4 separate regions of the Sus scrofa genome follow, and regions 2, 3 and 4 are each linked to region 1. Evidence: chromatin contacts called from public HiChIP or PLAC-seq and promoter capture Hi-C data. All regions are on one chromosome and are shown on one strand. Each heading gives the region's core, a stretch centred on a gene start, on an enhancer-like site or on the middle of the called end of the contact. The rest is flanking DNA. Distances are from core to core; before and after follow the strand shown. Region 1 holds the start of MOB1A (MOB kinase activator 1A). Region 2 holds the start of ACTG2 (actin, gamma-enteric smooth muscle). Region 3 holds the start of STAMBP (STAM-binding protein). Region 4 holds the start of NAT8 (N-acetyltransferase 8).

The links. Promoter capture Hi-C pulls out the DNA fragments that hold promoters and counts their contacts. HiChIP or PLAC-seq counts read pairs in DNA pulled down with a chosen protein or histone mark.
Region 2: a contact with region 1 is called in an H3K27ac HiChIP or PLAC-seq map of alveolar macrophages. The contact joins the promoter of ACTG2 here to the promoter of MOB1A in region 1. A contact is called at or near these places in 1 of 5 promoter capture datasets (fetal liver) and 1 of 2 datasets of contacts at active chromatin or transcription factors (alveolar macrophages).
Region 3: a contact with region 1 is called in a promoter capture Hi-C map of fetal liver, with 4 times the contacts expected there. The contact joins the promoter of STAMBP here to the promoter of MOB1A in region 1. A contact is called at or near these places in 4 of 5 promoter capture datasets (fetal liver, fetal skeletal muscle and liver), 1 of 47 Hi-C or Micro-C datasets (fibroblasts) and 1 of 2 datasets of contacts at active chromatin or transcription factors (alveolar macrophages).
Region 4: a promoter capture Hi-C map of liver shows a contact between it and region 1, with 4 times the contacts expected there. The contact joins the promoter of NAT8 here to the promoter of MOB1A in region 1. A contact is called at or near these places in 1 of 5 promoter capture datasets (liver) and 1 of 2 datasets of contacts at active chromatin or transcription factors (alveolar macrophages).

Annotation. Positions count from the first base shown.
Region 1 is chr3:68,850,962-68,853,731 of Sscrofa11.1, forward strand. MOB1A (MOB kinase activator 1A) reads left to right here and starts at 1,508. Exons shown (of 6, transcript XM_021087363.1): 1 at 1,508-1,791. The coding sequence starts at 1,778.
Region 2 is chr3:69,120,192-69,122,891 of Sscrofa11.1, forward strand. ACTG2 (actin, gamma-enteric smooth muscle) reads right to left here and starts at 1,351. Exons shown (of 9, transcript XM_021087371.1): 1 at 1,115-1,351.
Region 3 is chr3:69,186,723-69,189,575 of Sscrofa11.1, forward strand. It overlaps STAMBP (STAM-binding protein), which reads right to left and starts at 1,534. Exons shown (of 10, transcript XM_003125008.4): 1 at 1,423-1,534.
Region 4 is chr3:69,248,975-69,251,674 of Sscrofa11.1, forward strand. NAT8 (N-acetyltransferase 8) reads left to right here and starts at 1,352. Exons shown (of 2, transcript XM_003125006.4): 1 at 1,352-1,784; 2 at 2,296-2,700. The coding sequence starts at 2,369.

The sequences.
Region 1 (2,770 bases), core at 258-2,757:
AATTTAGAAACTGACACTTGAGAGCTTGGTGAGAAAAGGTTCTGTGGAAGGGCCAGAAAAGGATGGTGCAGAATCTGGACTGACTGGTGTTGAGGAACAAAAGGAATGGAGGAATGCTGATGCTGTGGAGACGGTGGATGAAGACTGATACTGGACCAGGACCCCTTTTTGGATGATCCTTTGGGGGCCTGAGGCAACTTAAAGGAAGAGAGAGATAAATTTGTTTCAAATAGCCAATAAGCACTTGAAAAGATTCTTAACATCAGCCAACAGGGAAATGCAAATCAAAATCTGGAGCTACCACTTCGCACCCACGAGAACGGCTATAATAAAAAAGATACACAGTAACAAATGTTATCAAGGATGTGGAAATAGCAAAACCCTCAGTTATTCGCCAGTGGAAGGTAAAATAGTGCATCCAATTTAGAAAACAATCTGGCAGTTCCCCCCAAAGATAAATACATAGTTAGTATATGACCCAGTCATTCCCAGGCACATACCCAAGAGAAAAGAACACATTCATCCACACAAAATCCCACAGAGGAATGTTCCTAATGGCCTTATTCCTAATAGCCCCAAGCTGGAAACAACCACAAAGTCCATCAACAGATGAATGGATAAACAAAATGTGGTATATTTATACAATGGAATAGTGCTCATAATAAAAAATGAATGAAGAACAGATACCTGCTACAACAAGGATGAATCTTTCTATTTTTTCTTTTTAGGGCCATACCTGCGACACATGGAAGTTCCCAGGCTAGGGTTGAATCAGAGCTGCAGCTGCCCACCGGACTAGGCCACAGCCACAGCAATGCAGGATCCAACCGGTATCTGCAACCTACACCGCAGCTTGTGGCAACCCCACATCTTTAACCCACCAAGCGAGTCCAGGGATGGAACTCTCATCCTCATGCACACCATGCTGGGTTCTGACCTGCGGAGCTAACACAGGATCTCCAACATGGATGAATCTTGATAACATGATCAGGTAAAAGAAACTAATCACGAAGATTGTGCACATATTGTACAATTCCACTTATTTGAAATATCCAGATTAGGCAAACTCATATAAAAAGGTAGACTAGATGTCGCCAAGGGATGGGAGTAGGGAGGAATGGTGAGCGACTGCTAATGGGTACCCGTTTCCTTTGGAAGTGATGGGAAAATGTTCTAGAAATAGGTAATTGTTACCGCTCTACAAGTCCGAATATGTGGGAAAACCACTGAAGCATATTTTTAAAAACGGCGAATTTTATGCTGTGTAAATTACATCTCAACTTAAAAAATCAAATTAACGTTAAGTAAAAAATTTCGCACACATAGCCATCTGACATCTAGATAACTGGGACAAAATAGAGCTGCTTCAACCTGGACCACGCACATCAGCATCGCAGGCAGAGGATTCCAAGTCCAGGGCAACTTGTTCAGCGGAAGTCCCGGCGTAAAGGTCCCTGATTGGCTCAGGTGGAGGAGCCGGCCCAAGGAAAAGGGGCGTGCCGAGTCCCTCTCGGTGGGGCGGGGCTGAACGAAGCTTTCGCTCGCGAGATTTTGCTGGTTCCGCATTTCGGGTCCGTAAAGTCGGGGAGGAAGGCGAGGCGGGTGCAGTAGTTCGCACCTGCTTGCAGCGGCTTGACCCCGGCTGCGAGCTGCAGCGTCGCGGGCATCCGCTGTCCGCCGGCTGAGGACCTTCGGATCCCCCTCAGTCCCGCGCGGACTCCGAATCCTGACCTCGGCGGGGGCGAGCGGCCCCTCCCCTCCGCTCTGAGGATAGAAGATGAGCTTCCTCTTGTGAGTGTGGCCCGGCCCAGGGCTTCAGGGTTGAGGGGGCTGAGGGCCGAGGTCGTGGAGGGGGCCAGTGGGAGCCTGAGGAGAGGGCGGGTCCCGGGGTCGGGGCTGGCGTACCCGGCTCTTGCTTTGCCACCGCTCGGGGTCGCAGGGAAGCCTGGTTGTGGTCAGAGGCAGACGGAGGTGAAGGTCGAGGCAGAGGAAGCGGAGCGAGAAAGTTGGGGAGTAGGAAGGCCCCGAGGCCGGCGGCGCCGCCGAAACTTTTCCGCCCGAGTGCGCCTGAGGGCAGAGGGATGATCTAGGGGCGGAGCCATGGGCCCCGCTTGGGGCTTCCAATTTTTCTCCGGTCTCCAGCCTTTTGGTAACGATCCATACAGATTTGGCTTTTTACTCTACTATACGTCCCCCTTTATTGTCATCAGTATTCGGTTACCCCCGCGGAAAATGTGGAGTGCCGCAGTTTGAGAAGCTGAAAGTTAAGCTGGCGGCCTTGTGTCCAAATTCTGATCCAGCCCACTTTGTGAATTTGTATAATTAGCTAACTGCGTTTTAACTCGGTAGACTCTTATTTTAGAGATAACGTCTGGGCGCAAGTGCGGCTTAAATGGGAAAGTGTAACTCTGATGATTCTTAAGCACATTTAGCTTTGAGAAGCATTGCTCTAGCACCTTACGTGTTATTCTCAGGGGGCTCTTATTATTTTGCTTTAACATGTCTTGTATGAGCAAATACATATCCATTTTTAGTTATGGGCATTACCCACGTACTTGGCATTTTTTCCAAGTTTTATTAAATTACATAGTGTTTCATAACTACAGTTTACCCCATTTATTGTGAGAAATTTGGATTCTTTCTAATACTTTGCAGTTATAAAATAGCACTACTAAGAGTATCTTTGTCTAAATCGCTTTTTCCCTCTTTGGATTTTTTTTAAAGTATGATCACCATATCAAAAAATCCGATTTATATTTTAAAGTTTCCT
Region 2 (2,700 bases), core at 101-2,600, 270 kb after region 1:
CACTGAGTGGAGGGCTTTATGCATGTGTTATCTCAGCTAATCTTTCTAACAGCACCGCCAGGTAGATAGCATTACTATTGCTCCCATTTACAGGTTAGGAAATTGAGGTCACCCAGTAACTTTGGTAGCTGGGCAGTCCGCACCACTACAGCAGCCAGCCTCAGCTGTAAGGAGATGCTAGCAGACTCTGATCACAAAAGTGGACACAGCCCCTCGATCTCATTTTCTTCCTCATTGTTACTTTTTGGCCATACCCACGGCATGCAGAAGTTCCCGGGCTGGGGATCGAACCCACGTGACAGCAATGGCCCAAGCTACAGCATTGATGTCAGATCCTTAACCTGCTGAACTGCCAGGGAACTCCCTCCTTCTAATTGCTTATGCTTGTGTGTTTGTGTGTGCCATTGGGAGAGGACAGGGGCCTTGGTGGAGAGGTTCACAGCCGGGTGTGGGTCTTTGGGACAAGTTTTTTAACTTCTCTAGGCCTCAGAGTCCTCACCAGAGAATGAATTAGATGGTTCCACATCCCTTCCAACCCTGAATCCACATGAAGCCCCAGGACCCTTGCCCACCCCACTGCTGAATTTTTGCATTTTCCAATGATCCTGGAGCCTTCAAGGCTAAGAAAACTCTTAGCCAAGCCTGAGTCAGAGGCCGGAGAACCCACAGGGGTCTGAAGAAAATAAAATCCTCTCCCGTTCCCAACATGATATCTCACGGACACAGGGACCACACTGGTTTGGATTCAAATACCCCAAGAAGCCATTTTTCAAAAAAGCGTCTGCTCCCCTGAAACAGCCTCCCGGACATTCCAAGCCACGAGGCTGTAGATCCGTGCTGGCCCTGGGGAGCGGCCTGAATAGAGACCGCGGGTGACACAGCCTACGCACCACCCAGTTAGGAGGACAGGGAGCCCTGGTCCTGGCTGTCCCTGCCCAGGATGTCCCATGACCAGAGATGCCTTTTGCTGGCAGGCAGCGGTGTGCTCGCAGGCACCACTGCACACTGAGGGCCTTGACGTGTGACCTGGGCCAGCGTCACGGACGCCAGGCCAATCTAGAGGCGCCTCCTGCACCCAGAAAGGAAGAGCCTGGGAAAGCTGTGCGGTACTCACCGAGGGTAAGAGAGGTCCTTCTCCCAGTGACTGAGGGCTGGTGTGTCTTTGGCAGAAATATCAGAGCAATATAAAACCCCAGAGGCGGATCTTCTTTAAACAGAGTCCCTAAAAAGGCCAGCTGACGGTGTGTTAGCAATATTACCATATAAGGTGGTTTTTTCAATAAATTGGCCTTGGGGGGTGGGGAAGGGGGTTGGGTAGGGTGAATTATCATTTGAAAAATGTATGCAAAAGGCCTCGAGAGGCCACAGCCCCGGTGCTGGCAGATTTGTTCCTTTTATGCTGCACTTGCATAAACAAAACTCACACCAGGCCTTATAAGCTGCCCAGAGTGAGGCCAGATGCAGTTCTGCTCCTGGAGAGAGAACCATACCAAGAATGGCAGTGGGCCTCCTCCCTCCACACCTCCCTTCTCAGACCAGGCCGCCTGCCCCCCCACCACACCCCCCTGGGGCCAGCCTGGGACACCTCTGCAGTGTCCCCCAAATGGAGGCCATTGTGCCTGGTCTGGCACAAGCCCAGGACAGCTAAAAGCTGAAGGGAAATGCCAGCCATCCTGGGGAAGCAATCCCACGTGCCCTCCTCCCCCGCTGCCCCTCACACTAGCTCCTGACCCCTGGGCTGAGTCACTGGGAGGCCCAGGACAGCCTAAGCCTCCCCTGGCCCTTCCCTGTCCCCTTTTCTTCCTGGGTTCCCTGTGCCAGTCCCTGAACATTGGGACTTATGGCCTTAGCGTTGTGCCACACCTAAGAGGACTCACAAGCTTGGAGACGTGTGTCCACAGTCCTGTGGTTGCTGCTTTGTTCTCATAGTTCACGTCCCCTTCCTGAGTAGCTGTTTGTTTCCCAAACCAGCAGCTCTGGGGTCTGTGGCAATTACTTTCACCTCTATATTGTCCCAAAACCACATGCCTGACCCGGATGAAAAGTACGGATTGCCTATTGAACAGCTCAACCCAGATGAGCCTTCAAAGCTGAATCCCTGACCCCTACTCTCAATGCTGCTCTGCCTCCTGGGTTCCCTACTTCTGAGGCCTTCCCCTTGGTCCTTCAAGCTAGAAATCTGAATTGGTCTGGATTCCTTGCTCTCCTCTCTCCCTCCTGCCCACACCCACTTGGGTCCTTCCTGCTGCCCCTCGCCTCAGAAATGCTCTGCAGCCTTCTTGTCATATAGCTGGCGCTACCCTGCTTCAGACTTTGGTCCTGCCCAGCACGGCTTCCTGACTCTGCCCCACCTTCAAACCCAGCAGTTCCCAAAGTATGGTCCCCAGGCCGAATGGAAGGCAGTAACAGCATGACCTGGGATGTGTTAAGACATGCAGATCCAAGGAGTTCCCATTGTGGCTCAGCATGTTAAGAACCTGGCTTATATCCATGAGGTTGGGGGTTCTATCCCTGGCCTCGCTCAGTGGGTTAAGGATCAGGGGATGCCGCAAGCTATAGCATAGGTGGCAGATGCGGCCCTGACCACACATTGCGTGGCTGTGATGAAGACCGGCAGCTGCAGCTCTGATTCTAACCCTAGCCTGGGAACTTCCATAGGCCACAGGTGCAGCCATGAAACAAAAAAGGGCAGGGGGAGAA
Region 3 (2,853 bases), core at 284-2,783, 340 kb after region 1:
ACTGACTTCAAGTTGATCATTTTAACCTGAGAGTAACTGACGTTTCCCTATACTTTTTCATACTTGAGCAGAAGGTTAGTTAGGGGAAATGGCATAGGAATGAATGCTTATAATCCTAACTCTGCTCACGGAATCACTCTTCCAGTCAATCTACATCACATCATTTCAGGGCAAGGATTTTTGATCTAGAACGCAATTTATTGGAATCTATCTTCAAAGACTAAGCGCTCTTCGAATAACAAAAGGACACAAAGGTAACTTGAAAGAAAAAAAAAAAAACACAACACAACAAAACACCACCTGGGACTCATACTGCAGTAATCTACAATCTTTCTCTCTCTTTTTTTGGCCAGGCCCAGGGCATGCAAAAGTTCCTAGGCCAGGAAACGAACCTGTGCCACAGCAGTGACCCAAGCCACAACAGTGACAACACCAGATCCTTAAGCCACTGAGCCACCAAGGAACCCCTCTAGAATCTTTCTGGATATTGCTACTGCTAGAATCAGATTCTAACTTCCAACCTTACATACTGAATTACAGCACACCCTAACCAGCATGTTCTAGAATATACACAAGCTACCACAGGTTTTGAAATTCAAGACCCTGTGTCAAATGGCCCATTTTTTCCTTTGAATCTTAAACCTTACTCATTCCCCACAGAGATCTTTTGCTTCAGTCATGATTCATATCTGCCTAGAAACCTTTACATTTCAGTTTCATTTGTCTATACACTGTTGTTGTTTTCCACTCCAACCCCTCCCTAAGAGATAGTTTTCTCCAGGCCAATTCTATCTCTAAGTGACACTTTCTCCACCAAGCTGCTGCTTCTCATACACCCCCATAGTACAAAAGCTGTGGGGACTACCAGGGATGTAGAGGCATTCTGTCTCCTGTAAGGAGCCTTTTTAAGGGCTCAGAAAGCCACTAGCAAATCTAAAACCTCCCCCAGTTGTCTAATTAGTAAATTCAGGGCAAAGCCCATCAAAGCTATCTGAAACAGAGGAAGCTCGTTGCTCTTCCCTGTCTCTCTGTAGAGGATATTTTTGTCGCGAATGGAATCCACTCCCGAGACCAGCAGGTGGTGCCCAGTACTACAGAGCTGAGCAATACTCCAGAGAGGTGGTGCCGTAAAGGACCAAGGGGTAAACATGAGAAGGAAAAAGGAAGCAGCGGGAAGAGCGATGGGGGCGTATACAGCGGAGAGGGACCTCTTGACAACAGCATAAGGGCCCATGAGGTAGGCGGGGGCGCGCTGGGCCCGACTGGGCACCGGAGCCGTCAGGGAACTCGCGCGCAGAGGGCTGGGCAGGCGGTGCGGGGAGGAGTGGGCTGCAGGTCCCACACTCACGGCCGCCACTCCGCGTCACTGTCAGACCACGCTCAGCACCCAAGCCCCACCACATTCCCGGGACCCTTCCCCACCTGTCCCCGCGAATGACTCTCGGAGCTTCCGTAAACGTCACATCCGGCCCCCGCCCCGCCCCCTCCAACTGGGCTATCAGTTAAACTCCCAAGAACTTAGGACCCGGGGCAGTGTCTGGGGGCGGGGTTAGAGCTGTCACCTGCGGAAAAAAACCCACCAATGAGAAGAGAGCTGGGGGGAGGCCATTTTGGTAAAGGAAAATCAGCGCGGAAGGAGTGGGAAACAAATAAAGGACCCAGCTAACTTTTGTTTTTAGATTAATACGAACACCGTAAATGGACCGATGCATTCCCTCCGAGTGAAAAGCTACACGAGTTGTAATGCAACATATCTTAAACAAGCTTAGAAAGTATGGAATCAAATAAAATCTATTACATAAAGCATACATTTTTTGGAATTAGAGTCTGGTCACTCAGGTTTACCCCATGCCTTCACGTCCTTCATATTTGTGAGGTGTGTTAAATGCTTATGTCAATTCTGAAAGCTACCTTGTCCCAGTTCTTTGGAGAAAACTGTACAAACTCTATTAAAACTGATTGCAAGTTGACCCCTATCACTATCAGCCTGTCCATGCCCTATATCTTCTACTAGGTGTGTCTGAATGAATGTCATTGGAAAATCAGGAGATGAGCTGTGTTTTTACTTTTATTTTTATAGCTAAATACATATCCTCGGGTCTTCTCTGTGTGGAAATTTGCTCTCTGTGAATTTTCCTTCACTTATTTTTAGAAATTACTCAATTCTCAGCTCGATTTCACCTTAGTTTTGTTCATTGCCACATTCAGAAACTTAGTGTCCAGAGAAACCTTTGTGGCCAGAGAGGCCGCAGTGGACTCCTTGGCTGTTAAGGTCCATCTTGGCTGTTGGCAAGGTTTTCAGAGGAAGAGTAATTCGGTAGATGAGCAGTCATTCTAGCGGTTTCCACTAGTAGAATCTAAAAGTAAATTTCAGACTTCTCTTTTGGCGCCCTGGGTTAAGGATCCATCACTATCTCTCCAGAAGCTTGATTCGATCCCTGGCCCATGAACTTCCACATTCCATAGGCAGCGAAAGATAAGTTTTTAAAAGTAAATTTCATTTTGGGGGGAGGGAGTGGGATGGACTGGAAATTTGGGGTTAGTAGATGCAAACTATTGCATTTGGAGTGGATAAGCAATGAGATCCTGCTGTATAGCACAGGGAACTATATCTAATCACTTGTGATGGAATACGATGAAGGATAACGTGAGAAAAAGATGGTGTATATACGTGTGTGTATAGCTGGGTCACTTTGCTGTACAGTAGAAATTGATTGAACATTGTAAATCAACTATAATAGAAAAAATTAAAATCTTATCAAAAAAGTAAATTTCATTGTGTAAACTTTTTTTTTTTTTTTTTTTTTTTTTGTCTTTTTGCCTTTTCTAGGGCCGCTCCCGCGGCATATGGAG
Region 4 (2,700 bases), core at 102-2,601, 400 kb after region 1:
CTTACCTTTAGGAGTTCACAGTCTCAGCTGGGTCTGTTTAGATTCAAGAGTTGGCAGAGGCTAAAACAGGTAGATTCTCAAGCAGTTCCATCATCTGAAAGTGGGGCCAAGAGCCTGGAATGTGCTAAACTTCCAGAGGTCATCTCCTACCCAGAGAACTGCCTGCTTCCTCTGTCCAGAAGGAATGGCCACCAAAGTGTGGTGGAACCGTTCACACTTTCCTCTCTGCATGCTTGTGTGTATAAATTATTTTTTTCTATTTTTCAAAAAAATAAATGAAAACACTGTCTTATAAGCTTTAATAGCTTGGTGCTATATTTTGACAATTTTTTTTTCATGTCAACAGATCCTCATCATCATTGTTCATGGCTGTGAGGAAGGTTGAAAAGCCTGAATGTAAACTGAGGCCACCAGGTGTTGAGGCCACAGAGGCTGGTGAGGATACAGGAGACAGATGGCAGGGACAGCTCACAGCCCTGTCTCCTCAGCTTGGTTTCTCACTGGTTAATATTAAACTCATAAGCAATAGTCATTTGGAACCCTCTTGTCTCTTGTGAATCCTCAAATTTGGCTTGACATTGAACCATTTAAAGAAAATATTACATTTTACTGAAAACAATGTAACATGCCTGTAGCTCACCACCCAGACTTCATGTTAGTTAAACCCTTGAGGCCTTGATGGGTGCCGGAGCCTCAGCAGCCCGCATCCACCAGCCCCGGGTTGCAGCTGCCAAGTCTGGTCTCTCTCCAGCATCCTCCCAGGTGCTTCTACCAGAATCCTGGCTATCTTCTCCAACCCCTTCTTCATCCTCAGATCATCACTAACCCATGCCATTTCTGCCTACCCCCCAAGTGGGCCAGGTCACACTACCCACAACCCCACTCTAGTCCAAGCCACTGCTTTCTCTTGTAGGACCCCTGATGGCAAAACTTAGGAGTTTATGTACATTGAGTAAGGCAGCCCCCTCACCCAGATACAACCTATTGGATGCACAGTTTAGTGGACAGCATTCTGATCAAATAAGGAAAAGTTATGTTTCCTTTGGTCACACTCAGCTCTGTGCCAGGCTTGTGGCTTGGTTTTTAATTCCCACAAGGTGTTCTTGAGCAGTGAGCAAACTGCCCATCTGTATCGGGAGGACCTTCTTCCACCTGGACCATTGCACTAGCCTCTGGGGGGTAAGGAAGTTAGTGCACACCACCACACACACCCCCTCTGCTTATGGTGCTCTCCAGCTAGAAGCATAGCAGTGGCCTTCTGATGCTCCTGGAACGAGTCCAAACTCTTGACCTGGACGAAGGTCCTGCATGGCCAGGCCCCTGCTGTCTGCACTCTGCCGTGAAGGACCTTGTGTGCTAAGTTATGGGACTTGGGTTCTGGCCTGTGCTAACAGCACAGGTTGAGATGGGCTTTCCCCTGGCTCAAAGCAGCCGTGTGGAGGGGCAGAGGCGGCATCAGAGAGCACCCACGGTGCCAGGTAAACTGCCACGGCAGGGCGTGTAGGCTGTCCACCAGACCAAGGACACCTGAGCTATTTCAGGCCCTGGCTGGTTCCCCAGTGATGAGGAAACAGAAAATGGGCCGCCCATCACAGTCCAGCTCCTTGATCCTGGGGTTTATGATTAACAAACGCCCAGGAGCCAGCCAATGAGGTGGCCATCCAGGACCTAGTCCCCAGAAGTGGAACGGGCCCTGCACAGTCACTCCTTGATGCCAGCTGGAGGCTGAGGCCAGAGGCCAGGCTGAAGCTGCCTTGGAGAACTCAAGACTCTCGTGATAGCAGGTGAGGAGTTATGGGTGGAAGGCCAGTGCCCAAGTGTGGCCTGGTGGTCCGGACCCTCCCTGGTTCTCAAGCCTGGGCCATTTTTGATGTTTGGCTCTTATGCCACCTCAATAGCCTGGAAATTTGTAATTAAGGGGGATGGAGCTTTTGCTGAAACTTGTACTTAGACACACAGGATTCCAGCAGTGTATGGTCCCTGCAAGAGGGACCAAAGGGCAGGAGACACGTGTTTGGCTGCTGCCTGGTGCCACCCCAATGTACGGGGGAAGGGGGAGGGGGGATAGTGTGCATATGTAGAAGGCAGGTTCTTAGAGAAGAATATGCAAAATGCCCAAGGGTGGGCACGGAGGTAGGATCAAAAGCAGGTCTTTCTTAGCCTAGCACCTCCTCCCAGTGGCTGCAGCCTAATTCCTCTTGAGTAGAAGCAGAATGACACATCCTTGAGCAGAGTTGTCCCCACTCGTGGGAGGTGGGAGGACAGGCCACTCACATGATTCCCTCTCTCCCGCAGGGCTGCTAGGAAGGTGGACAGAGACACCTCACTCGGTCTCCTGAATTCTGAGATTCAGACACAGAAGTCTTCCATGGCTCCTTACTGCATCCGCAAATACCAGGAAAAAGACCGCAAGTGGGTCCTGGGCTCGTTCTCTCACTTGGTGACTGAGCACATTCCCGCCACCTTCTGCTGCGTCCTGAAGCTGCCCCGAACTCTTGTGCTCTTGCTTGGGGGACCCCTTGCCCTATTCTTGATCTCTGGCTCCTGGGTCCTGGCCCTCATGGCCAGCGCCTCTCTCCTTGGTGCCCTGTGGTTCCTTGCCAAATACCCCTGGGCCCAGTTTGAAGCCAGGTGTTTGCGAACAGACCTGTCTGACATCACCAAGTCCTACTTCAGTGAGAGTGGCTCCTGCTTCTGGGT